Regions from separate parts of the Drosophila melanogaster genome. Here region 1 is linked to region 2. The links are chromatin contacts, called in public Hi-C maps. All regions are on one chromosome and are shown on one strand. The core of a region is the stretch at or near the end of the contact, and the rest is flanking DNA. Distances in the headings are between cores, read along the strand shown.

Region 1 (6,811 bases), core at 2,495-4,994, 210 kb after region 2:
CGACTACCTAATTAATAAAAATAATTGAAGATCTTTTAATACAAAGCACTAATGAAAGTAGAAGCACTAATCAAATTTGTACGGGTTTCTAATCTTTTGAGCATGAACCTTGTTCGCTGTGTAACGAAAAGTGCTGCATCTTTATGACAATGTGCAAATTATCCCGAAAGCGGTCGAAACGATATCGAAAACGGACTTCCCATTAAGCGAGCGTTTAAACAGTCTGATGAAATAATCATAATGTTTACGCCAGTCTCGACTAAAAAAGAGAACGAGTTTAAGAGAGTGCACATGATATGGTATGGCTAAAGCTCCGTCTCTTGGGCGCTCCGGTCCTTGAAAAATGGTCGCTCGGGTGAAGGTAAAATACTACGAGATAATACACATGCAGGCAATATAACTAGTGGCTGATTAGCGAATGGGACTGATGATAAAGCCTTTTTTCCCGGTGGGTGTGACGGGGTGTGATGGTTGTGATGGGTGTGTACAGTGTCCGGGCGTAGGTACGTATGTGTTCCCGAGTGCCCTGCTTCTACGTGGGTGGGTCTACAACAATATCAATGGTAATCGTAATATGTAACTTGACGGATATGTACCTTCAGATCTTCCTCAGTTAGTCAGGAGTAGTGTGGGTGTAGGTACTACATTCGACATTTTGGTTTGTTAGTGTGTGAAGTGTGTGTTTTTTCGGTTTAATTTTGTTTTTGGATATGGGCGAGGGGATAAGAAGGGTAAAAGTTGGCAATTAGTTAACGTTAAACAGCTACATGTATACTAGTGTACATAGATATTTTAAAAACAAACGCGATAGAACGAAAACTAATCCAGAGAAACAGTGGAACACCTTCGAAGAACCACTGCTCTCTGTTTTATGAATTCAGCAACTTGCAAAACGTATCTCTAGTAAACTCACAGTAGAGTGCCGCCAAAATTTAATCAAGTCATGAATGTCCGTTGAGGGCGCCAAGAGCATGAAGTCCCGCCACTCGTTAAAGCTAATGTTCAGGCTGCCATCCTTGTCCATTCTGCAAGAAAAGTCACGCGTATTAACACATGCACAAAAGAAAGTTGAGGATAATTAACCCACCTGGTGAGCAGATTTCTGGCCTCGTCCATGTCAATGTCCAGGCCCAGGTCCTTGAACGCCGATATCAGCTCCTCCAAGTCCACTTTGCCTGTAATACAATTCACTTATAAGAACTAATCCAATTAAGGTTTAATCAATTACCCACCATCGCGATTTTTATCTAGGTGCGAGAACTGCAGGACCAGGTTCTTCTCATGCTCCCGCACGTAGTGCAGGAACTCGGCGAAGCCCACGTTGCCGCTCTGATCCTTGTCCGACTGCTGAAGGAATTTCTGTAATGGAAAGCAAGTGCGGAATATTACTGGCATTGCTCCTGGAAAATTTACTAGATTCACTGCCGGAATATTACTGGAAAATTTGTGTCGAACACTCGCAGGCCTTTCGCATAGTGAGCCGCTGACTAGAGTATCGACCTGAATCGTGAAAGCAAATCAATTTCTCGTATCATGCGGGCTTCGCCGGCGGAAACCATATAAATCTACTCAGTTGTCTGCACATTAACCCTCTATATACCATCTAATCCAATTCTGATTGCTTTCGGAAGTTGTCACAATACTTGTTGCATGTAATTTCACAATCTGGCGATTTGTGCAACATAAATAAACTAATATAGGATTTCACTAGAAGTATAATGGAGCAGAATTTAGGTCACAGGATAAAAGTAATAGTTTAAATTTCTTTATATCTAGTTTGTTTTGGCTAAAATATAAACAAAGCTGCTAATAATACCACAAACAATATCTGTTAGTCAAACAAAGAGATTTGTACGCGAAATAATATTGTGCTCATCTAAAAATAGAATATTCATCTTCGCCTGGTTTGCCACCCCACATTTCTTTTGATTTAATAAGCCCTTTTTTGGCAACTGCAAAAATGACACAATGAAAGGGTCAGGCTGCCCAGGGTCAGCAGCAGTGCCAAATGTTTCGCCTTGATCAGAGCAAGCAAACAATGCAAAATGTATAAATTAAGATTCTCAGATACTTTTGCCCGTCAAGGCCGCATATTATTGATCTCAACCGTCTGCCTTCTGTTTGGCGAAGAATAGCAAATAGAAAAAGGCATTGTTAGTTCCCTGTGAAAATGGCGAGCCCAGGGCACGTGTAGTTCAACTATGCTAATCAAGATTGCTTGTTTTCTACCCTAAGATACATCTGTTAAAATCATGGGAGCCTCAGATATGTCCTATCCATGATACATTTGAAATAGCTAGATGAGATGTGATGGCTTCCATATATCATCCTATAAATAGGCTTTGCTCACCTCCGCGTAAACGCTCGACAACCCGAACTCGTGCAGTGCCGCTGACAGGTCGTGGATATCGATCCTGCCGTCGCCATCGCGGTCCAGCTTGTTGAAGATGCGCTCCAGCCGCTCCTCGTCCTCGATGGGGATCTCGGTGGGCAGGATGGAGCCGGAGCTGGCGACCTCGTGCAGATCATAGGCCAAGGGCGTGTTGGTAGTGCTGCTGGTGGCAAGATGGGCATGTTGCAGGCCGAGATTTTGGCCGTGCTCATAGCTGGCGGCTAGCGTGCGGGCGGAGTAGTTGGCCTGCGCCTGCTGGGCGAAGTTGAAGTTGCTGGCCGGATCGGGCGTCAAGTCGATGTCGATGTGCTGTTGCTTTTGATCCTCTGGCTTATAGTCCTGCTCCTTTTGATCCTGCTGCTTGCTTACTGCTAAGGATGCACTGTTTTCGATTCCAACTTGCTTTCTGACCATTCTCCACACTCGTGTTTACAGTTTACCTTGAGTTTTCTGTTCTTTAACTGGCAGCTGAAGGATTTCTCTGGGTTTGCTCGGTTTCCGATTCTCTGGGGGATTACGTGTTGGGCTATCAGCTGCTCTGCTCTTATGGCCGGCTCATTTTGCACTACTTGGCAAGTCAAATGGAAAAACAGTCGTCTGAAAGAGGTATCGAGTGTTGTATACACATTAGTTTATAATGTTATGTCTGGGCGAAAGATAAATAAAACAGCTCAACGTATCGAATTTCCCCGCGATGAAGTCATCCTCTTCTTGGCTGGAGAACTACATATGTACATTGTAGGTGCCAATTTTCAGGATCCCGCGTACAACCCACATCCCATTGATTTTCGCAGTTAATTTTGAAGGCCAGCGATTTTCCGGAAAACCTTGAAAAACCCACAGCTTCACGCACACGCACGCACATGTCTCCAAAAGTCGTGGTAGAGGGGGGGAGTGTTGGGAAAAGGGAGACTTTCCCCCAGCAACTCGAACTTTCTACTTTGCAAAGCGTAGCTTTAACCGAAGAATTCTTCACGCTCTCACACACTTTCTACATTCTTTTCTGAATTCTCCGCCCATTTTCCAGACAGGTGTGACTCAAATTTCTCTCGAAACGCTTGCAAATTGTTGCCAATTTGGCAAAAATTATTCTGCACTCGATTTTCATGCACACACACACACACACGCTCACATGCAGGCGAAAGGAATGTGGATATGCAAAAGAAAGTGGCAAGCTTCAATTGCATTTCCCACTTTTTCTGTGGTCACTACCTACTGGTCGAGCTATTTAAGAGTTCGTCTGCTTTTACGCTATTTCGGCGACTTTGTGGCTTAAAGCGATTCACGCAGAACTCTTCAATTTTAATTTTTTGGGTTTGCCAGTGTGACCACGAACGTTTATCTAGATATACTTCTTGTGTGGTCGAAAATACCCTAAAATGCATCGCGTCACTGCTTAGCCGTGACTCAAACCTATTTGTGGTTTTTAAAATGTGGAATTGTAGGGTAACACTATTAATTTTAAATGTATTTTTTAAATTTGCAAATATTTATATTTTTTGAATTTAAAACCGCCCATTTAAAAAACGAACGACTACACTTGTTAACATAATATGTATTTTCTCATCTCGCATCCCTCGCAGTATCCTGGCATACACTTTAAGCTAAGTAATTCGTTAGTTAAGTAGATCTATACAAAATTGGTCTAAACTGTGGAAATAATCGGGAATAGTTGCACTTTATGTTTGAAGTCGAAGAATGAATACACAATTCAGTTGGTTACATTAAATGCGCGCATAGCAGCCTCGGGGCCAGACATCAAGAGACACATAAAACAAAGGAGACACAACTTGACAACCGAATGGAATACAAAAAATACAATCGCATAAGCTGCTCGCCACGGTTTCTAGTTCATCAGCAGATTCCAGGCGTCGTCCTCGGCAGTGCCTTTGTTGGCGGACGAGGCCGTTGCCGTCTTGGGCTTCACACTCTTCACGTCCAGGCTCTCGAAGCCCTCGCTCAGCTTCTGCGATGTGTCCTGCAGCTTCATGTTGCGGCGAGCTGTCGATCCGCCGGACGAAGCGTTCTGGTAGGAGGTCTCTGAACTCTGATAGTTCGTCGCCTCGAAGCCGGACCAGTCAGCGTCGCGGGTTAGGCCGGCGGAGGCGGTACCGCCGCCGCTGCTGCTACTCAACTGATTGTGGTACGAACTCGAGCTGGTCATGTGCGACTTGCTGTTGCCGTTGTCCTGCCAGCCGCCCCAGTCGCTGTCGCTGACGCCGCTCTGCTGACCCAAGCCTCCGGCCAGATTACCGCCCACGGAATTGGAACGCTGGTAGGCGCTGCTGTCCTCGAAGTTGGGATCGTTGTATCCGCCCTGCGGCGACGAAATGTTGCTGCCCGCCAGATTATTCCAACCTCGTTTGCCCATATCGGTGACCTGCGATCGGTATGTTTATATGTTAGAGGGATGTGGGTTTAGAGAAGATTAACTGGATGATGGGGAACTACAGACCTTGCTGGCTACATCGGTAACTCCGCATTGTACGGAATCTAGCAGAGTTCCCTCTTTAATCTACAACCAAAAAAAGATGCAAATAAATAATACAAACAATAAGGTGTACCAATTAAATTAACAAACAAATATGGGGATTAACTAAAGGGATTTTGCTCTCTTTTGTTGTTAAGGTGGGTTTCTACAGCTTTAAATTATTTAAAACTAATCAGCAGACTAATAATAAACCAAAAGAATACAAAATCAACATAATATTGAACCAAATCGAAGAGAATAGGCAAATAAGGAATCAAAATCTGAAAGATATACGAGCTGAGGCGCAGGACTCACCTTTGTCGAGGCCAAATTGACGGTGGTGACGGCCTTCTCCTTGGCGGTGCTGGCCAACTTGGAGGCGTTGGTGGAGAAAAGGCTCCAGCCAGAGGCCAAAGTGGAAAGCGTCGAGTCGAAAAGCTCCTGAGATTGCGTTTTCGGTGGTGGTTCGCGTGTGAACCCGAAACCTGCATATTTTCCGCCCTGACTCGGTGGCAAGTTTCTGAAACAATCAACTAGGATAAATCATAGCTAATGGACAGATATGCCATTAAGATCCTACTCTGGCCTGGAGGCATTCTCCACTTGGCGTCGGCTGAAGAACTCCTCCTTCTGGTCCTTGAACTCCTGCGTTTGGTACTGCTGATAGCCTCCAGGCTCGGCGCCTCCGCCATTCTGATAGCCTCCGTTTCCGCCATAACCTGTTGCACTGGGTCGCGACTGGTAGCTGCTGTTGCTGGAGCCACCTGAGCTGAAGCTATTGTTGCTGCCCACGCGGCCTTGCGCCTCCTTGAGATCCCAGCTCTTGCCCTGGGCCAAGGTGGCTATCTTATCGCGGTACAAAGCAGCCGCCTTCGAGTTGTAACGCTGCGTGATAGGCGCCCGTTCGTTCCAGTCCTCCTGATCCTCCAGAAACTCGCGCGCATTGCGATTGCCGCCCGCCTTCATCTTCTCCAGCTCGATGTCCTTCCACTTATCCATAGTGACGGAGCGCACGAAGGACAGATGCACGCCCAGACTGCGATGCTTGCCGGAGCACTCCAGGCAGATCCAGATGCCGTAGGTCACGGACACCCACTGCGGATTGTGGGTACCGCACTCGAAGCATTTCTAGTCATTTTTAAACAAAGAAATTGAAGCTTATCTAGCGTATGTGGACAAAGGAGCAAACCTACCGAGTTCTCATCCTGGGGTTTCAGTTCCTGGAGCACCCGTCGCGTTCTGGGACTCGCCATGGCAACTGGTTTCTATGGTTTCTGGCCCTGCTCTGGCGGATTGCCCAACTCTTTGCGTTCAGTTGGCTTCAGTTTCGCAGCTGATAACCGAGTTGCTAATGAAACTTTTGCTGACGCTGGCGCTGATTTGGGTGCAATCTTGGCTTTGAGATGGGGCGATTTGAAGCTCTCACACACGCTTACGAGCCTTTAAAGTCCACGGATCGCGACGAACGCCTGGCCAAACGCATTTAACAGAGTTTTGAATTTTTTTGGATCAGCTGGGACGCTTGCAATTAATGGCAAATTGGCAAAAAAAAAGTGTTAAGCGTGTCCCACTTGGAATTGGAGATGAGCTGACCACTCACGACAGCATCGATATACCGAATATTGCATGGAAAACCAAAGGAAGTTGGGCATACTATCGATATTTACCCATCTCAAAGTTCCACTTGGATTTTTGTTTTGCAGTGTGACCAAAGTGCAACTAAAGTGGAACGTTCGGAATTGCGATATATCGATAGTTTATTGAAAATGAGCGGGATATTTAAATATCTTAAGCAAACAAGTTTAATATATTTGAAACTGTCTTTCATAAAAGAAAACCTAAAAATATTAGCTTTAACATGTTTTAATGTTTTAATTTAAAATTCTATCGGTTTTATAAAAACAATAAAATATTTTTTTACTCTGTTGCTGTATTATATTTATTGTATA
Region 2 (6,756 bases), core at 508-3,007:
GATCTTATCCATATTTAATTGGATTTCCTTTAACATTGTGTCTGTCTCCCGTCTCCTCCTGATTACCTCCATTTTGACCAATGCGATGGGGATATACTTCATTTGAATTTTCTGGTCATGAGTTCACCATAGGAACATCCTCCTGTAACATATTTGTATTAGATTTTTAATGTAGGGTATAACTAACAGAATACCGTAGCTGAACACAAATTGTTCAGAAACAATGCCTGAATATCAAAATAAATACATTTTTTCGGATATTTGGATATTTTGATTAGTTTTGCTTGTTCTTTTGGGCATTCTCGTGCCGGCATTCTTTATAAACAATGTCTGGTAAATAAAATAAACTATTCGAGCTTTTAAAATACTAACACGTACAATTTATTGAGGTGGCACATCCGCTGTATGGGCAATCATCAACTAATATAGTACAGAAAGGCCTGTATCTGTTTGGATTCGCTTACGGATATGACGAGCAGTGGTGCGGTGAGAAGATGTTTAATCTTGGAGATTTTGTCGTGGGTGGGAAACGCCACCTGCGATGGAAGTATAATTACATTAAAGTTTGGTGCGTTGGGTGCACTTTTTTTGAAACCCCTATTGTGCAGATGTAAATCAAAGATTATCTTCAAAGCAGAGGGCGTATCTAATTCGTCTTTGGTATAATCTTGGCTTTCAAGTTGCACCAAATCGAACTTTTCAAAGATCTCTTCGAATTTGGCATATGCAAATTCGCCTTTTAGTTGATCCACGAGACTTCGGCCCGTTGTGGAGAATTTTTCTTTTTTACTAGCAGGTTCTTCGATTGGTTTTTCCACAGCCATACGTTTTCGTTGTCCGAATTTCAAATCTATGGGATCTACAACAATATTAGGATCTTCTGCCTTTTGAGATGTTATAAGTTCCTTTAAATCTTCCATACGCTTTTCCGCGATAGGATAAATGGGTGAGGTTTTGATATGATCTGGTACTGGCAGATTTCCCACTTTTTCCTTCAGCAGTGCCCAAATACAATCTGCACTCGTAACTTCTTGTGGAATTTCCTTAGGAGGCACATGTTTCACTACTATATAGCCAGATCGGGATAAAGCCGAGTAAACTAGGTAGTTGGTGTACCTTTCGCTTTCCAACTCGCCGAGGAGGAGCACATATGCTTGCTCAATTGAAACTACTAAACCACAGTACTCCAGTTGTAAACGTCCCTGAAAAGTACATGTTCCATATATCTCGATTGAATTTAAAGGGCGATTTTATAACTCACAACTTCTAGTAGGAACATAGCTTCATAGTACTCCAAATAGAGCTTTCCCTGCTCACTGTATCCGAAATTTTCAAATTTACCATCTTTGCGTTTGACTTCTGCCACTTGTTGCTCTTCGTTCCAAATGGCAAGTGCCCTTCCTCCGAGTCTTTCTATTCGAGGCACTGACAATTGAGCACGCAAATACTCTAAAATGTTATAAACATAATAATATATATATTGGTGTTAAATATTTATAACAAATTCGAACCCTGCGCTCGTTTAAGCTCCTCAACTTCCGCTGCAGTTCCCTCATTTTTAGTACGCTTTAGACCTCCACTCGGAGGTTCGAATTCAGTGTGACGATGCGCAATGAGCTCCTGGGCACTGAAATTAATTGATTTTAAGCTAAGGTATTCATATCTCAGTCAGGAATTACCTTAAATAGCTATTTTTTGGATGAATTTCCACATATTCTGAATCTTGTGTTTTGGTGTCCATGTCAGTGTGACCAAGGCCAATCCGTTCAAATATACCATCATTAACAAGCTTACCAATTGTTACCGATGAATCGATTACTTTTGGCGGGCTTATATCGTTTTTGAAATTTGGAGTAACTTTAACTTAAGAAAAAATTTCTGAAACCCTAATTTCTAAGTTTCAGTTTGCATCATTCTTATTCAATTCAACACCTAGATGGCCTTTCCCAAAAAGCAATACACCATTATTCTCTATTTATAAATCTTTATTCTTTGTATAATTGTAGTTTTGTTAGTTTCGCATAACATACGCTTAACATTTCTTGCCCTCTCATGCAATGGAGCTTGTCGAAATCTCGAACTCGTTTTAATTGATGTCATATAACATTTTACACCTTGAAAATACACTTATTGGTAGATTTATGAACATTTAATACACCACATTGTTGCTTTTAACTCTTATGCTGTTAACATTTTCTCATCGACTCGACAATTTCAACTTCACGTATATTGCAGGATATTTCTAGTTGGCTTTCTTTTCTTTGTTTCTTCGGTTTCTGGCTACACCGCAAATGTTTTTTAAACTCTGAACTGCGAAACGAACCCCTTTCTGTTTCTGCTGTTTGTAAAAACTTAAATACAAAAATTATACACTATAACTAACCGTACATTGTATATTGTTTATCATTATGTATATGTTACCTATAACTCATTTATATGTATGCGTCGTGTATTGTATAAACAGTTTCTCCATAGTATTGGTTGCTCCTTTAATTTGTCCTTTGTTAATGCCCTCAAATTGTTAACATTGTTCACCACATTTGTATTATACATATGCATACATATATCCGTAAATGCTTTAGTTATTATCATCTACATATATGCATAGATATATTTCTCTTTCTGTTTCAAATGCGTAACGCTTTAAGGTAATATTTTTTATCTGCCTGCTGATAGGTCGTTTCATTATATCCCCCCTCTCCATCGAATCACCGCACCCCCTCCCCCCACCACACATAGTAAATGAAAATCGATTCAGTTAAAAGTAGGGAAAACTTAACAATACTCTCCCCCTTGACATGAATATCTACACTTATGTACAGGACAAAGAGGACCGCTTAGACTATGGCCACGTTTGTGGTCACGGAAGTGGCATTCGGTTTGCCCGACTTCACCAGGCACGACTGTGAGTTGTTGCCCATGCTGGAGCCATCCAAGCTGTCCAAATCCAAGGCCGTGTCTATCATCGTGTTGTCGTGCAGCATTCTCAATCTCTCCGCCGACTTCACCTGCTCGGCTCCATCGCCCAGGGACTTTCTTTTCACATGACACGAAGCACTAACCGGATCGTCCAGGTCGAGATCGTCGCAGAGCAGAGTGGAGGACAGTACATTGTTTGCCTGTTCCTGCTGCTTGCGTTCATCGATGATATTGGAGTATACATGCAGCGTGGAATCGGCCGGATCCGTATCATTGTCCACTGGCAACACATTGCTATACATGTTCTCCGTTTTTCCACTGATGGCAGCCGCTAATAGAGCTGCGCCCGCAGAGGGCTTTCCGGAACTGCTTGCTCCTTCACCTCTGACATGGTTATCCGCCAATGAGGAGTTGACCAGTGCCGCCTCGAAGTCAGCATCGAAGAGATTGCTATAGCTTCCGCTGCGGTTGCGCATTTCTCTTGCCTTATTGGAGGCTATGGCTGCCACGGCAGCCACCACTTCGGGACTGCCCACGACCACAACATCTGGATCATCCAGCTCATCCTCGCTGCTGGCGTTGGCCAACTGATTCTCATAGCTAACAGTGCCGCCATTGCATATCTGGCGCTGTTTGTGATGACGATGGCGGTACTGACGCGCCTGGGTGGCCGTTTGGTGGGTATAAGCCGGAATGTCCATTTGGACCAGCGGTATCTCGTTGTCCACCAGCTGAGCTAGACTATTGGAATTACCTGGAAACGAGACGGAAAAAAAAAGGGGAGAAGGGCGCAACGAAAGCGCGTGATTAGTAATTGATATTTAATTTCGTTCTATTGTATGTTTAATTAATGCACGTATATAATTGAAATGCTCATTACAACGAATTTGCCAACTAATTTAAAATTCAAATTTCAATTTGGAGCATTTGTATCTAGTGGTTTTATTGCTCTTTTGCTAGTGGTCATTGATGATTTGTTTAGGTTCGCTATCGTTTAGCTGTGGCAAAATAAAACTATTTAAATATGCAAATAATCATAAATGCTGAAAAGGGCGCCAAATTAAAATCGTAATTCAATCAAATGCGGGGGCGGGTTTTGTTTTGTGTGTTCAATCGAACTAATACACGTGTAATTGCAATCTGAGGAGAAACTGCCTCGGAACTGGTTGGAAATCAACTTAATTCGAAACTCATCAGTTGATAAGCTCCTAAAACCGAATAAACAACAATGATAACTGAAAATTGAATGACAAACGCCGTAGAGTATGCGCAAATAAAGACGGAAACTGGACGCTAATTAATGGATAATGGATTCAGTGGTTAAGTCGGTGCCAATTGAACAATTTAAAGCATGCTTTCAAAATGTTGTGAGTGCAATTAGTAGGTAGCTTGCCAATAAATTACTGCTAAATACCATATTAAACTTTGACTTTTGTTTTGTGTTCGGATGGTTGTTTTATATTGAATGGTGATGCATTTTGGGTTAATGGTGGAAACAAATCATCGACATGAGCAACATAATAGAATATCAGCTATTTCGCAGTGGCGATTTAAGCAGCAGAAAATCAAACTCAAAGATATATGTATGGTTATGGTGTAGCTAATTTCAAACGAAACTCTAAAGCTTTGATTAAATTTCGGTGTTTGGTTATTTTTATTTCGGTACATACAACAATCAAATGTGTTTGCATTAGGAGAGAACTCACCCAATTAAGGCTTAAAATGCATTTTTACTCTAGTCTTAAGCGGCCCTCGACAACTTTCGCTCAATTGCAGTTTTAGTTTGGGTCATTAAATAGTTACAGACACAAATTGTAAGTATTGTTTGTTTTTTTGTTAGTTAATCCCAGAGTCAAGTTGAAAGATACAGAAAGAGTTTGACATTAGTGTGCGATAAATCAAGAGGAGGGTTATAGCTTTGTTTTTTCTTGGTGGATGTGTGCGAGCTTTAGCCGGTCAAAATCAAAATCGGGGAGCCTAAAGGATAATGGATAATGGAAAATGTAGAGGAGTGGAAAATCTGAAGCCTTCATTTCGTGTCTATGTGTGTGTGAGTGATTCGCCGGGGGCTACATATGCATATATGGTTCCAATAATCGTTCAGGATCGCAAGTAGGTCTCACGATCTTCCTGAAAGGATGCGATACGCTTCAACATCGGGATTAGTACTTATAGATAGTTATGGATCTGCTTTCGATCCACATTAAACATACGCTACATACACTTTATTGCCCAACATTTAACCATACATATGTGTGTATATAAGTACATGTATAAATTTACGTTTTCATCAGTTAACACTCGCTTTCATATATATATAATATGTATATATATAATATATATAACTAGCTACAACTTCAATTATCTGGCTAATGCGTATTACACTTGCAATTAATTATAAAAGGAACCCATAATATTGTTAATGCTCAAGATTTAAAGCCTTGTAGGCGGCATTTGAGCCGCAATTACTTCTTTAAGCTGGCTTACATATATGTATACCTACGATTTTCACCTCCACAAAAGTCCAGCAATTTAGTGCCCGAAAAATGTTTGTCTTTCAACTATTACGAACTAGGTATAAATATTTGCAATTTCAATATTCGTTTTCATTTTCATTTCAATTTCAACATTTCGCATTGTTCGGTATTTTGTTTATTGCTAATTATTTGCAGCAGTCACTTGGCAATGTTCCAATATTCAAGATTAAGACATATTCGATATTTGATATTCAATTCGTTTGCAACAATTTCTCGTTTTCCACTATTAGTTTTAAAATGTTCGACGTTCCCTTAGCACTGATACATAGTTTATCAAATTCTTATTGAATTCCGTCGTTTAGTTTACGTTTACAATTAATTTTAAATTTCATTGTAAAAATGAAAAAAGTCCTAACAAAATGTTGCTTCGATAAATGGCAGTTATTTTGGCTCATTAAGTTTTTGTTTTCATATTCTTTTCGGTTCTTTTTGTTTTGTTTTGCTAATTTCACTAATTGCAAGTTAAAGTTTTCGTTCATAATCTATGTTCGGCTGAAACCTTCCAAATTAATCGAGAATTCAACTGAAGGCCCAAGTGACTGCGATCATTTACAAAAATCTCACAAGGTTCCCAACAAAAAGCAAAATCATTAAGCACTTTACCAGGCGAACTTAGTCAAACATGCTTGGCTGGGGATGTTGGTTTACTGGTTTACTAGTTTACTGGTTTTTTGGATCTTTGGTTTGCTGGTTAGTAGGTTGTTTGGTTGCTTGGTTAGTTGGTTAGTTGGTTAGTTGGTGTCTTCACTATTGGAGGTGGCGGCGCTGGGACGTAGACCAAGGTGGATACATACATACACGGGTGGCATTTAGCGGCCCCTGGCGCCGAGTCGCCCCCTATTGCAAACGCATCTTGCAGCAGGAGGGATCCGACGCACCTAGCCTGGGAAGCAGGTGCTATATAAACGCAAAAGTTTCTATGAACCAAGTTTTTCGGGGGGTCTGGAAGTGGAACTGGAACTGGTGGTGGAACGGGGGGAAAGTCTACAGCAAGGGTTGGTGGTTTCAAACATTAAACACAAATCAAATACAAGTTCGACTTCTACAAAAAGAGGGAGTGCAAACACACAAATGCAGATTCGAATACGAGTATACGGATACGGATACAGATGCGGATTTTCAGGCTGCAAAAGGGTAGCGGTTACATTTGCACTAACAACTATGCGCATCCTGGAAGCCAAGTGAGTCTCACAAATGTGCCACAATCAGACTGTGATAGATTCCCTCAAAGTTAAAATCAAGGCTGCAAACTTTTAAATTTATTCGCTCCGTTGCTTTGGCTCCAAGTTTTCAACACTCA

What was found. A called contact is a pair of places that touch in the nucleus more often than the background predicts.
Region 1: a Hi-C map of the Kc167 cell line shows a contact between it and region 2, with 2.0 times the contacts expected there. A contact is called at or near these places in 8 of 107 Hi-C or Micro-C datasets (the D17-c3 cell line, the Kc167 cell line, brain and 4 more).

The regions. Positions count from the first base shown.
Region 1 is chr3L:12,411,098-12,417,908 of dm6, forward strand. SCaMC (Short Calcium-binding Mitochondrial Carrier) reads right to left here and starts at 3,745. Exons shown (of 8, transcript NM_206345.2): 1 at 3,605-3,745; 2 at 2,351-2,989; 3 at 1,233-1,359; 4 at 1,088-1,175; 5 at 914-1,025. The coding sequence starts at 2,806. It overlaps ArfGAP1 (ADP-ribosylation factor GTPase activating protein 1), which reads right to left and starts at 6,483. Exons shown (of 5, transcript NM_079316.3): 1 at 6,056-6,483; 2 at 5,443-5,990; 3 at 5,178-5,382; 4 at 4,848-4,907; 5 at 3,929-4,772. The coding sequence starts at 6,115. The coding sequence ends at 4,239.
Region 2 is chr3L:12,204,265-12,211,020 of dm6, forward strand. Tsen54 (tRNA splicing endonuclease subunit 54) reads right to left here and starts at 1,758. Exons shown (of 5, transcript NM_140302.2): 1 at 1,680-1,758; 2 at 1,512-1,627; 3 at 1,262-1,449; 4 at 379-1,202; 5 at 1-142. The coding sequence starts at 1,741. The coding sequence ends at 417. app (approximated) reads right to left here. Exons shown (of 10, transcript NM_001259803.2): 10 at 1,974-3,673. The coding sequence ends at 3,656.